Linked DNA regions of Mus musculus: region 2 is linked to region 1. Evidence: chromatin contacts called from public promoter capture Hi-C data. All regions are on one chromosome and are shown on one strand. Each heading gives the region's core, a stretch centred on a gene start, on an enhancer-like site or on the middle of the called end of the contact. The rest is flanking DNA. Distances are from core to core; before and after follow the strand shown. Region 1 holds the start of Zfp143 (zinc finger protein 143). Region 2 holds the start of Ndufab1 (NADH:ubiquinone oxidoreductase subunit AB1).

The links. Promoter capture Hi-C pulls out the DNA fragments that hold promoters and counts their contacts.
Region 2: a promoter capture Hi-C map of cranial neural crest shows a contact between it and region 1. The contact joins the promoter of Ndufab1 here to the promoter of Zfp143 in region 1. A contact is called at or near these places in 2 of 39 promoter capture datasets (cranial neural crest and second pharyngeal arch cranial neural crest).

The regions. Positions count from the first base shown.
Region 1 is chr7:110,059,069-110,065,301 of GRCm38.p6, forward strand. Zfp143 (zinc finger protein 143) reads left to right here and starts at 2,643. Exons shown (of 16, transcript NM_001374618.1): 1 at 2,643-2,707.
Region 2 is chr7:122,099,417-122,105,100 of GRCm38.p6, forward strand. It overlaps Ndufab1 (NADH:ubiquinone oxidoreductase subunit AB1), which reads right to left and starts at 2,432. Exons shown (of 5, transcript NM_001360744.1): 1 at 2,239-2,432. The coding sequence starts at 2,406.

The sequences.
Region 1 (6,233 bases), core at 1,393-3,892:
TATTCATGCTTTCAAAGCTCACAAAGAATTAGAGACATTTGTGATGTTAAAACGGTTACTATATATAGAATATATAAAATCACAACACCTAACAGCTTGAGTACCCTGAGGTATAGGATTTACTAAACTTAAAAATGATTTAATGTTTTGATCATAAAATGCCATCTGTGGTTGGAGAAATAACAGTGGTTACAGAGATCCTGAATTCAATAACCAGCAACCACATGGTGGTAATAGGATCTGATGCCCTCTTCTGGCATGCTGTATATATACAGTATATACAGTTAGAGCACTGAAGCATTAAATAAAATCTTTTTTAAAATTCCAGTGTCATGCCCTAATTTTTTTTTCGTTCATTCATTTTATTTTATTGAGTGCATGGTGGAAGGGGGGAGGGAGGGAGGATCTTTCCCATGCTGGGTAAGATCTATGCCTTGGGAAGGAAGGCAGGCAAACGGGTTAGTGCTAGTGCATAGTCCATGGTGGTGCTTTATCCAAAAGACTTTGGTTGTGGCCTCCCATTTTATTCTCAAAGGGCAGTCTGGGAACCCTCTTGCAGAAGGCAGGAGGAACTGGCCGACCTCCTTATCTGTCTCACGACGGTCTAAACTCAGCTCACCCAGCTCACGTTCCTTATTAGTGGGTGAACAATCCAACGCTTGGTGAATTCTGCTTAACGATAGGAAGAGCCGACATCGAAGGATCAAAAAGCCGCCACAAGCCAGTTATCCCTGTGGTAACTTTTCTGACATCTCCTGCTACATTGTTCCAACATGCCAGAGGCTGTTCACCTTGGAGACCCATATTCTAATTTTTAAGGGTCCAAGTGTTTTGTGTCCTTGAGGATTAAACCCATGAACAAGATGGTGGTGGCATTTGCACTAGGAATGTTTAACCATTGTTCATAACAATATTCATACTGGCCGGGCAGTGCTTGCGCACGCCTTTAATCCCAGCACTCAGGAGGCAGAGGTAGGCGGATTTCTGAGTTCAAGGCCAGCCTGGTCTACAGAGTGAGTTCCAGGACAGCCAGGGCTACAGAGAAACCCCATCTGGAAAAAAAAGCAAAAAATAATAATACTGTTCAGAACCAGAGATGGTGGCACATGCCTATCTATAATCCCATTACTGGCCATGTGGAGGTAGAAAGGTCCAAGAGTACCAAAACAAAGTAGTGGTGTCATGTACCTTTCTTGCCAGGGTTTGATAGGAGTTGTGGGTGGATTAGGTCAAGATCATGTCATCAATTGCCCTCTACATAGCAAATACAAGGCCAGACAGCCACACTCTCAAAAACCATAAAAGGATGTATATTCTAAGTCCTGAGATCCTTCAAATGACATTTGAGTACCGATTATGTAACTATGCCCTGGTTAGATTAATATTTTAAAATTGTGATTTATTGGGCCTTATGTGGCATAGGCTATACAGCCTACTCTTAGCACTTAGGGATATACTCTCCGGTTAAATTCATAGCCTACTGAACTATACTGCAAACTAAAGTCTCAGATGGGGTGAGGGCAAGAGAAGGTAATACTGTAGGTTCCGACTAGATTTAGTTACAAACTCAAGTTTCTCCCGGCTATTTTTCGACTTCATCAATGACATCACCTGAAATGCAAGTGACTGACGGCTAATGCTGGTCAACCTCCTCATCTTATTGGAATATACACCTGGTACTGCGGCTACTGCACTCTTATCTGAAATGCCTTGTATTGGAAATGGCTTAAGGGTTGGGCCGAGAGGATTAAAAAAAAAAAAAAACGTACCACATGCCACAACTAATGTCTCAATAGGTTAAAGAGCCCAACAGATGCTTTCTTCATCCTTCAGTTTCACAAAACAGGGAAAGCGCATGCAAAGGACCCGAGCGACCACAAGTCCACGGACACACTAAGAGCATTCGCTTTGCCTCCCAGCGGAAGCTCGGCTCCGCCGGGATCTCCGCAGAAGCAGAAAGCTCAACCTCCCATGGCATGGTCATGCCCGGAGATTGGGGAAGGGCAGGCAGGTTCCGAACCCAGTCTCCGGCATCAGCTGCGCTAGGCACAGAGACCCAAAGCGAAGGCCTCGGCCGACTCCGAGAGCCCCTAGGGAGCGCGTGGGAGGTTCGGGCCGCCCTCCTGCCTTCCTCTAACCTTCCAATGAAATAACACTCGGCAATAGAAAGGCAAGGCCCATCCGGCCTCCGATACACGCTCCGGCAGGGCCACCGGGAGCTCCATGGGTTCCACATTAGCCCTGTAGGGAAAATGGCGCCCATCACCCTATTTCCCTCCCGGGCAATCAAAAGGACGAACCTCCCTCCCTTGCTACAAAATGGCGCCTCCCGCTGGGGCCCCAGAATCGGCATAATTCACTCGTCCGTGGGGCGGAGTGGTCCGCGATGAGCAGTTTCGCCATCCAGTCAGGCACAGAAGCTTTGATTCCGTACCTGGCGCCAGCCACTCATGAGCGGGTAGGAAGGTCAGGCAACAATGACGCAGGTGAGGTGGGCGTAGTTAGTGGCGGTTTCCTGCCCGTCAGCTAAATCTAGACCAATCGAGAGCAAGAGTCTTCCAGTGAGTGACGTAAAGACAGCCCAATGGAGGGTAGGGGCGGGACTCAGAATTGCTATGCGGGTTGCGGGGCTTGGGGGCCGGGCGGCTGTTTCCTGTCCTGGTGCATGGTGGTCGGACGAAGGAATTGTTGGAAAATTTTCTCGGAGGTTCGTATATAAATGTGTTTTTACCCAGTGTGCATTATTCTCCGCCCGGCCGCCGCCCTCAGTGCGGCGGCGCGGGCCCACTCGGGCCCCGGCTCTCCCTCCAGCTGCTTATGCTGGTCCTCAGGCCTGGCCGATCCTACGGCCGCCTTCGTAGCGCAGCCCGGGCAGAATCGGAGTTTATTAATAACCCGAGGCCGCCACTCTAGGGCGGCGGAGCCTTTCCCTCTGAGGACGCCACCCCACCCCCCTTCACCCAGCGCCCCGCCTGTCCCCTTAGGGGGCCGCTGAGGGGAGGGAGAGCAGGAGGGGAGGGTGGAGCTCTCGGGAGCCGGGAGGCTCAGCTCGACCTGACCTTCGCGCGGAGCGAGTCCCTGGGCGCTCGCTCGGTGTGGAAGCCGGTCGGACTGGGCCTCCGGGCCTCGGTTCTCAGCAGGCCCCAGCAGGGGCGCGGGGCCCGCGGCTGGGGACACGCCTGCATATCGCCCCCGGGTTTCTTCCTATTCTGATCGTAGGCACATTTATTCGTTTTCACAATTTTTTTCTTCAAAAGTCTGTGAGGCCTAACATCGAATATTCAAAAATAGTCTCTTGGAATGTTTTATAATGGGACTTTCGTTCACTCATTTTTTACTTTCTCCCTTTCATTAAACGATGTTTCAATAAGTAGAAATGAATACCACTGCCCATCTGTTTGTTTAGAATCAAGTTCTGCCTTCCCTTTTGAAATATTCAAATCATCTGGCATATTCCGTTGGGAATGTGAGAAATTGCACGTTTCAGATTGTGTTCAGTTTGGTCCTAAATTTTACTAGGAAAGATGCGTTCAGCCCTATTCGGCAAAAACTTGTGTAACATTTTAACACTTTCTTCATTCTAAGTATATAGTAAATTCATTGTGAAATGTAAAGATCACAAAACAATAAGCATAAATCTTACCCTGACATTTTGAGTATTTGGAGATGAGTCAATCGACTCTACAAATACTCTTCCCCTTTGTTTATTTTGGTTTGTTTTATCTGGGCATGGTGTCTCTGTCTATAATTCCAGCAATCGGAGTCTGAGGCAAGAGGATTTCAAGACTACTCTTTATTACAGATTTACAGCTAGCTACACACTGAGTTCCTGATCTCAAGTATACTAATAACAGCTTTTTGATAGAATATACACACGTTCAAATTCACCTAAAATAGTCCAAACTAAGTCTGGTAGTTCAACTTTGAAATCTAAGCTATCAAGGCAAAAATAGGAGAAATTTCAAATTCAAGGCCTGCCTCCACTACAGATTGAGTTTATGGCCAACCTGAGTTACCTAGGAGTAAGGCCCTATCCTACGAGAAGAGCAGGTTGAGGATATAGCGAGTGGGGGAATGCTTACCTACCAGGTACAAGGCCTTAAATTCGGGCCTAAAGACTGCAAATTAACTCACCATGCTAATGTATACCTATACATACTTGGGAGTAGAGACAGGAAGATCAGTTCAGAGTCATTTTTGGCTGTGTACTTAATTGGAGGCCAGCAGTCAGTCACACTGGAGGTTGTCTCAGGAATGGGAAAAATAAGCCTATAGAGCTAGTACATGCCTTTATAATCCCAGCACTCTGGAGGCAGGTGAATCTACAGATGGAATTTCTAGATAGCCAGGCAGGAATACACAGAAAAACCTTGTCTCATAATGAAAACAAACAAACAAACAACTAAACAAGAAAATACTTGGCCTGGTGCCCAGGGAGGCCAGAAGAAGGGGTCAGGTCCCCTGGAACTGGAGTTATAGTGATTGATTGTGAGCCATCATGTTGGTGCTGGGAACCAAACCCAGGTCATCTAGAATAGCAACCAGTGATTTTTAACCACAGAGCCATCTCTCCAGCTACCTAAATTTACATTTTTTTTTTCATTTTCTTGGTGTGTTTGTGCCATAGTGTATGTACAGAGTTCAGAGGACAACTAGCTGAAGTGCGTTGTCTCTTTCCACCATGTGGGGCTCAGGGAGTTAAGTCTTGTTGTTGTTTTGTTTTGTTTTGTTTTGTTGAGACAGGGTTTCTCTGTGTAGTCATGGCTGTCTTGGAACTCACTCTGTAGACCAGAGCTGGCTGGCCTCGAACTCAGAAATCCGCCTGCCTCTGCCTTTCGAGTGCTGGAATTAAAGGCGTGTGCCACCACGCCCTGCTCAGGGAGTTGAGTCTTAGCAGGCTTGGCAGGAAGCACCTTTACTCATAAGTCATTGTCTGGATCCTCTAGACAGGGTTTCTGTCTCAGGTGTAATGCCCTAATGGAGCTGTGTTCACAGCCGGGGCCGGGCGCCCACCTGTAATCCCAGCACATGGGTAATAGAATGATGATTGCTAGAGGTTCAAGGCCAGTCTGGGTTTCATAATTTCTAATTTCTTCATGCCTTTGTAATGTTCATTTATTTTTATTTACTTATTATTTTGAAGGACGGTACCTCTGTTTAGTCCTCACTGTCCTGCTTTGTAGACCAGGCTGGGCTTGAGCTCACTGAGATCCTCCTGCCTCTGCCTCCCAAGTGCTGGGATTATGCCGCCTTTGCCAGTTCTTCCTAGTCCTCTGTTTTGTTCCGTTCTGTTTGAGGCAGGGTTGTGTTATGTCGTCCAGGCTGTTCTTAAACTTAGCTACTTGTCTCACAGTCCTCGTCTCACCCCACACAAGGGCATCTATATTACCATAGACATCCTATTGAGAATGAGTGGCAGCATCTCTTGTGGGTTTTGTTTGCACTTCTCTGATTGCTAGTGAAATGAATCACTTGTTGTGCATTTGTCTGTTTATTTTTTGTCAATCTTTGGAGAAATGTTTGTATCTTTTCCCTATTTAAAAGTGTGTCCACACCCTGGTGGTGGTGGCCCACGCCTGTAATCCCAGCACTCTCGAGGCAGAGGCAGGCGGATTTCTGAGTTCGAGGCCAGCCTGGTCTACAGAGTGAGTTCCAGGACAGCCAGGGCTACACAGAGAAACCCTGTCTCGAAAAACCAAAAGAAGGAAGGAAGGAAGGAAGGAAGGAAGGAAGGAAGGAAGGAAGGAAGGAAGGAAGGAAGGAAGGAAGGAAAGAAAGAAAGAAAGAAAGAAAGAAAGAAAGAAAGAAAGAAAGAAAGAAAGAAAGAAAGAAAGAAAAGCGTGTCCACACATATGTGCAAGAGTGTGAGAGAGGGGGGAGGGAGAACAAGTTTGGGTGTTCCTGTGTCAAAGGACAAGTTGTGGAAGTCAGTTTCTCCTTCTACCATGTGGGACCCAGGAATTGAAATAAGTTTTTTAGTCTTGGCTATAGCTCAGTGGTAAAGCACTTATTCTATATTGGAACTTCTGCAGGGGGTAGGATGGGATATTAAAATTTTAGTCCCTGTACATTTATCTCTTACTCCTTCCTATTCCTGGGGGATACTATTTGAATTTATATAGCATGCTTGCTTTGTTATTACATACAGTTTTTAAAACCTGGGTGTTTCATACCAGGAATACTTTTACACCCTTTGCTTTTTTTCTTAACTACACATCTTGGACACATATCTT
Region 2 (5,684 bases), core at 1,182-3,681, about 12 Mb after region 1:
GGTGTATGCCCAAAGATTGACTATGGTAGTATAAGCACTTTACCTTTTACAATGAAACTGACACAGGATGGTTAGGTATCCTGCCCCAAGTTCCCCTGCATTCCCTCTTGGAGTAGCGAAACCACCTTCTCCTGCCAGAGGTTAGAAAAGCACCTTCCGGTGCTGGTGAGATGGCTCAGAGGTTAAGAGCACTGACTGCTCTTCCAAAGGTCCTGAGTTCAAATCCCAGCAACCAAATGATGGCTTACAACCATCCGTAACAAAAATCTGATGCCCTCTTCTGGAGTGTCTGAAGACAGCTACAGTGTACACACATATAATAAATAAATAAATCTTAAAAAAAAAAAAAAGAAAAGCACCTTCCCTGTGGTCAAAACAGGTTGTCTCAGCAGCGTTCTTCCCCAGACTCACATGTGACATAAATCGTCTCTAAGCACCAAAGATGGCACTATGTGCAGTGACTGTAAGCTGGCCTGATCCTGATGAGTTACCATCAGAGTCTATCTTGCTCCCCTTTGTCTTCTGTTTATGAAAAAAGCTTTAAAGGCCATGTCTGTCACCTGCTCACTGCAAACCTCTGGAAATGAAGCACCTCAAACACAGCTGTTTGACATAAACCCTCGCCTCTTCAAAACTCTCCCTTGTTCTACTCTCCATATTCTGGAAACTTCCAAGCCAACTGATTTCACTCATCTAAGCTGGGTGAGTCAGAGAAAACCCTTTAACAAAGCTTGCTTACCATCTGCTTTCTGGCTGTGCAGAGGACATCCACAGTCCAATAACAAATCTAAAATGTTTTGCAAACAACTGTGTCTCCACATCTGTGAATGACCGTAACCAAAACCATTCTGTAAGCATAAAGCAGTTCCTCTACTATCTGTATAAAGCAGACAGAGAGCACACCACCTGTTCAAAGCATGGTCCCAGGACCCCATCTAGAAAGCCCACAAAAATACTTTATGCACAACTTAAGTTTGAGAAGTAACATTTTAGCTTAATCTGAAATTGGTCTCTAGATCCTAAGGCACAGCAGCTTTACTGCCCTTTTTTTTTTTTTAAAGATTTATTTATTACATGTAAGTACACTGTAGCTGTCTTCAGACACACCAGAAGAGGGCGAAATATCTCGTTACAGATGGTTGTGAGCCACCATGTGGTTGCTGGGATTTGAACTCTGGACCTTCGGAAGAGCAGTCGGGTGCTCTTACCCACTGAGCCATCTCACCAGCCCCCTTTACTGCCCTTTTAACACTTTTATAATGACAACCTTTTGGTCTAGCCAATGGGACAATGGCCTGCCTATCTATTACACTGTCGGTGAATCTCAACACAGGATGTAGAACCTTAGCTCTTCTTGTAGCGTGCAGGTGTGACTGAAACCACTACTTCAGGAAGGTCACTGAGTATGAGAATCGGTTCTTCAACTTGGCCCAAAGTCTACTACAGTACTTCCTAACCTTGCATGCACACTGGAACTTAAAACGCCATGCCAGGGCTTGATACCAGCGGAAAGAGTCAGAAGGGGAGCGGGAAGAGGGCTAGTTAGGGTTGAAAGTGACATCCTCACAGAGTTTAAGCCCCACACTGGTTTCATCAAATATGCAAACTACACAGGACTTGTTTCCTATCCTTACTTCCAGAAAGTTCACAGACAAAAGGTGCCACAGGGGGGAAATTACAATAGAACTCTGGGAACCTAGAGAATACTCTGCAGAGGACTATTATGGGCAAGTGGCTTTCCTCTTGTGTACGTCCTTGGAAGTGACCACGGTAATTGCCAATCGCAGTAGGTGCTCTACTCGAACTCTCACCTAAACTTCATTGCCACTCCGCAAGGATGAGAGCTGGTGTCCAATTTTGTTCTTCAGTCAAGACTGGGTCAAAAGCCGGGCATGGTGGCGCACGCCTTTAATCCCAGCACTCGAGAGGCAGAGGCAGGAGGATTTCTGAGTTCAAGGCCAGCCTGGTCTACAAAGTGAGTTCCAGGATAGCCAGGGCTATACAGAGTCTCGAAAAACCAAAAAAAAAAAAAAAAAAAAAAAAAAAAGACTGGGTCAAAGTCCTGTGCTCTAATCATAAGACACTTAGCTTCGCGACAGGGGTCAACCAAAACCCGTCAGGCAGTGGGGCTAGCCGTGTACCCCATCACCCCTGCAGGTTCTGTGCAGCCCCTCCCCCAACCCGGACGGCCCGGGGCCCTGACCCCTGACTAGCCCCGGCAAAGTCACCGCAAGTCACCTGCGCGAGCGCCAAGGCGGACTGCAGAGCCCCGGGTCTCCTCCGGATTCCCTCAGGGCATAGGGTGGTGCTGAGCGGCCGCGCCAAGGCCAACGTGGGAAGCCGGGGCAGCGGCGCGAAGGCCGCGGGCAGGCGGCGGACACAGGCGCAGAGGACACGAGACGCCATGGCTACGCCAACCCAGGATGCACTGCGCCGCAGCCTCCCGCCGCGGCCGCAGCTAGCGCCGTACGCCGGCGACGTACAGAGCGGCGCTTGAGGGCTGCGCGGGCGCGGGCGGACCCTAGCGGCTCCCAGCCGCGCTGCACCCACCTCCTTTAGAAGGACAAGGGCTGCTGTGGTTGCAACTGCACAAATGCCATCTAACCCTAAACACTGTCACTGACCCAAAAGAGAAACCGACTTGATTCTTCTCCCAAAGTTCTGAAATATATTGTTGGCTGTCAGTAGAGAGGAAGCGCCTAGCCTCGCCGAGACTTGAAGTAGCGAGGTACCCAGGGGGGTCCCCACCATCTCAGAGACGGAGAAGGGGATGGGGATGGGGGAAGGATTGTGGGAGGGGCTGACCGGGAGCGGGGAGGTAAAGTGAATAATTAAAAAATAAATAAATAAAGAGAAGTTTTAGGCAATCAACAATATGGGTTGGCCCACAATCAGCGAAAGGGGCACTCTCAAGCCTCAAATTAATTCATTAAATAAGGTTTTTCCTCCTAAATAAAAAGGATAGAGAATTTGAGAGGGGAATATGCTAGATTGTGAATTTTATAATGTCTAGCCTATGGGAGAAAGAGGCAGGAATTTCAGGGCAAAATCAACTCGACAGTAATTTTTTGCCTTTTCTTTGTGTCCCTTTCTGCAGAATGGTATATTAAAACTGCATCATTTTCAGAAAAAAAAAAAAAGTTGGGTGGGGATCATGGCATAGTGGCAAACAACATTAATACCATCACTCTGCAGCCAGGAGGATCTCTGAGAGTTGAAGAACACCCTGGTCTACACTGCAAGTTCCAAGCCAGCCAGGGCTACATAGTGAAACCCTATCTCTGAAAAATAAAATATGTCACGTTTCTCCCATAGCGCTAAGATTTTGTTATTGTTGTTTCAGTGAAAACTCAGTACACATTATAAGTGTGAGTTTTAAGACTAGTAGCCAAGTAGGTGTGACTGTCACGTCCTCATTCCCAACTCCAGAGGCTGAGGCAGGAGGATCATCTTATGGTGGTAGCCTAGACTACATAGCAAGGCCCTGTCTCAAAATAGATAAATAAACAAATAACCCCCCCCTCCACAAACCTCCCAAACTCCGTGTGCTTACAGTAACCTGGAGACCAGGAAATGGTGAAGTACAACAGTACATATTTTAAATTTTGATAATGCATGGATGTAGGGAATTTGCCTAGCATGACCGTTCTAGGTTCAGTCTGCAGTACAGCCAAAAGCGAAACTGGACAATGTGTGTATATTACAGATTAGGCAGGTTACTTACAGCTTTGCAGGTAGAATTCATTTTGACACTTCAGGATCTGAGACGGTGAACAAAAATGGACAAGTGAAGCCCACACACCAACTAGACACTAAGCAGGCAGACACCAAAGTCAAACTCCTGCACTAACGCACCTTCAAAGTGCCCTTTCCTTTGTTTTCAGCTAAGACTTTCTGGTGTAAGTTGAACATGCCTAGAAGCGGCCCTGTTCATCCCTCTCAATATCAGAAACGTGTACCCCATAACCTAAAAAATGTGCCTAGTACCTTCATCAATGATTTAAACTGAGCATGCTCAGAAGTCAGTGTGGGGATAAAAGTGTGATTACAAATGGGCCAACCTCCGTGTGGATATATGTGGAGGGGCTCACTGATAACGTTCCTCAGTGGCTTTGTTTAATGAGTTTCTTCCTTTGAGAAGAACCCCTTGGCTTGCCTGACTGATGCGGGCACTGCATTTTACTATGTCTCAGCTGTGCTACTGGGTAAAGCAGTGTTTCCTGAGGATCAGTCACTTGGACTAACATCCCCCTCAGACTTGACTTGACTACTTTCCAAAGAGGCCCTCTTCTAGCAACAAGTATAATAACTTTTGGAATTCACTCAGCACACAGTTAATGTAGCCTGACTTCTGGAGATCTGTGACACTAGTCTCTTGTTTAAAGATTATCAGCATAGCCAGGCGTGGTGGCACACGCCTTTAATCCCAGCAGTCAGGAAGCAGAGGCAGGCAGATTTCGGAGTTCGAGACCAGCCTGGTCTACAAAGTGAGTTCCAGGACAGCCAAGGCTACACAGAGAAACCCTGTCTCAAAAAGCAAACAAAAAAAAAAAAAAAGAGAGAGAGAGAGAGAGAGATCATGAGCATTAAAAAAATTGGGAGTATTCAAGGAAAAACAATTGGGAGGAGGGGTCATAGTATTGTGAAGACTTCAGCCTACAATAACTGCCATCTCAACCAAAGATCCTGACCTTTCCTGTGAGGAGTGGGAATGGTTTATGGGGCCCTGTGATGCTATGGCCGGGAACCTTAGCTAAGGCATGGCCACTGCATGGCCTGTGTGTTTCCTTCCACCCAACTCCTAGATTTTGTTAAAGTTATTTAGTATTTGAAATCCAGATGATTTAATAACCACTTCCAACTTAAAGTTTCTCTTTGTATAGCAACAGACATGTGTGTTGGTTTTTTGGTTTTCTTTTGATTCTTTCTTTCTTTTCTTTCTTTTTTTTTTCCCCCCGGAGACAGGGTTTCTCTGTGTAGCCCTGGCTGTCCTGGAACTCACTCTGTAGACCCGGCTGGCTTTGAACTCAGAGATCTGCCTGCCTCTGCCTCCCAAGTGCTGGGATTAAAGGCACACACCACCACTGCCCCACTATTTTTTGTTTGCTTGTTTTTTTAATTGTTTTGTTTGTGTGTTAAGCCGAAGGGCCATTTTACTAGTTTGAGAGAGAAACAAGGCAGGGGAGTTGTAAATACAGACAGCTGCTAGGAGGAGGGTCATGGCAGGGAGGGAGAAAGCCGTGCCTTCTGGGTCAGGCACGGAAGTCAAAGGGCAACTGTAGAAAAAAGGGCGGCTCTTCATAGAGACAGTGAGAAAATCCAGAGTGCCAAGGAAATCATACTTAGGCATTTTCTTTTCTTTTTTCTTATTTTGGTTTTTCGAGACAGGGTTTCTCTGTGTTGCTCTGGCTGTCCTGGAACTCACTCTGTAGACCAGGCTAGCCTCGAACTAGGGAAGATGAGTAATTAAGAGGCGTCCTAGATAAGCCGGGCACACTCGTGCACACCTGTCATCCCAGCACTTGAAAGGACAAAATAAGAGAACCTGGAGTTCAAGGTCAGGCTTGGCCACATAGCAAAACCATCTCAAAATATTTAAAGAAAATGACAGACGAGGGAGGGCAGAGTCTTTTGAGTAGTACTCCGGTCACTGTGAGTAGCACCCCCAGTGCCTGTCTAGTACA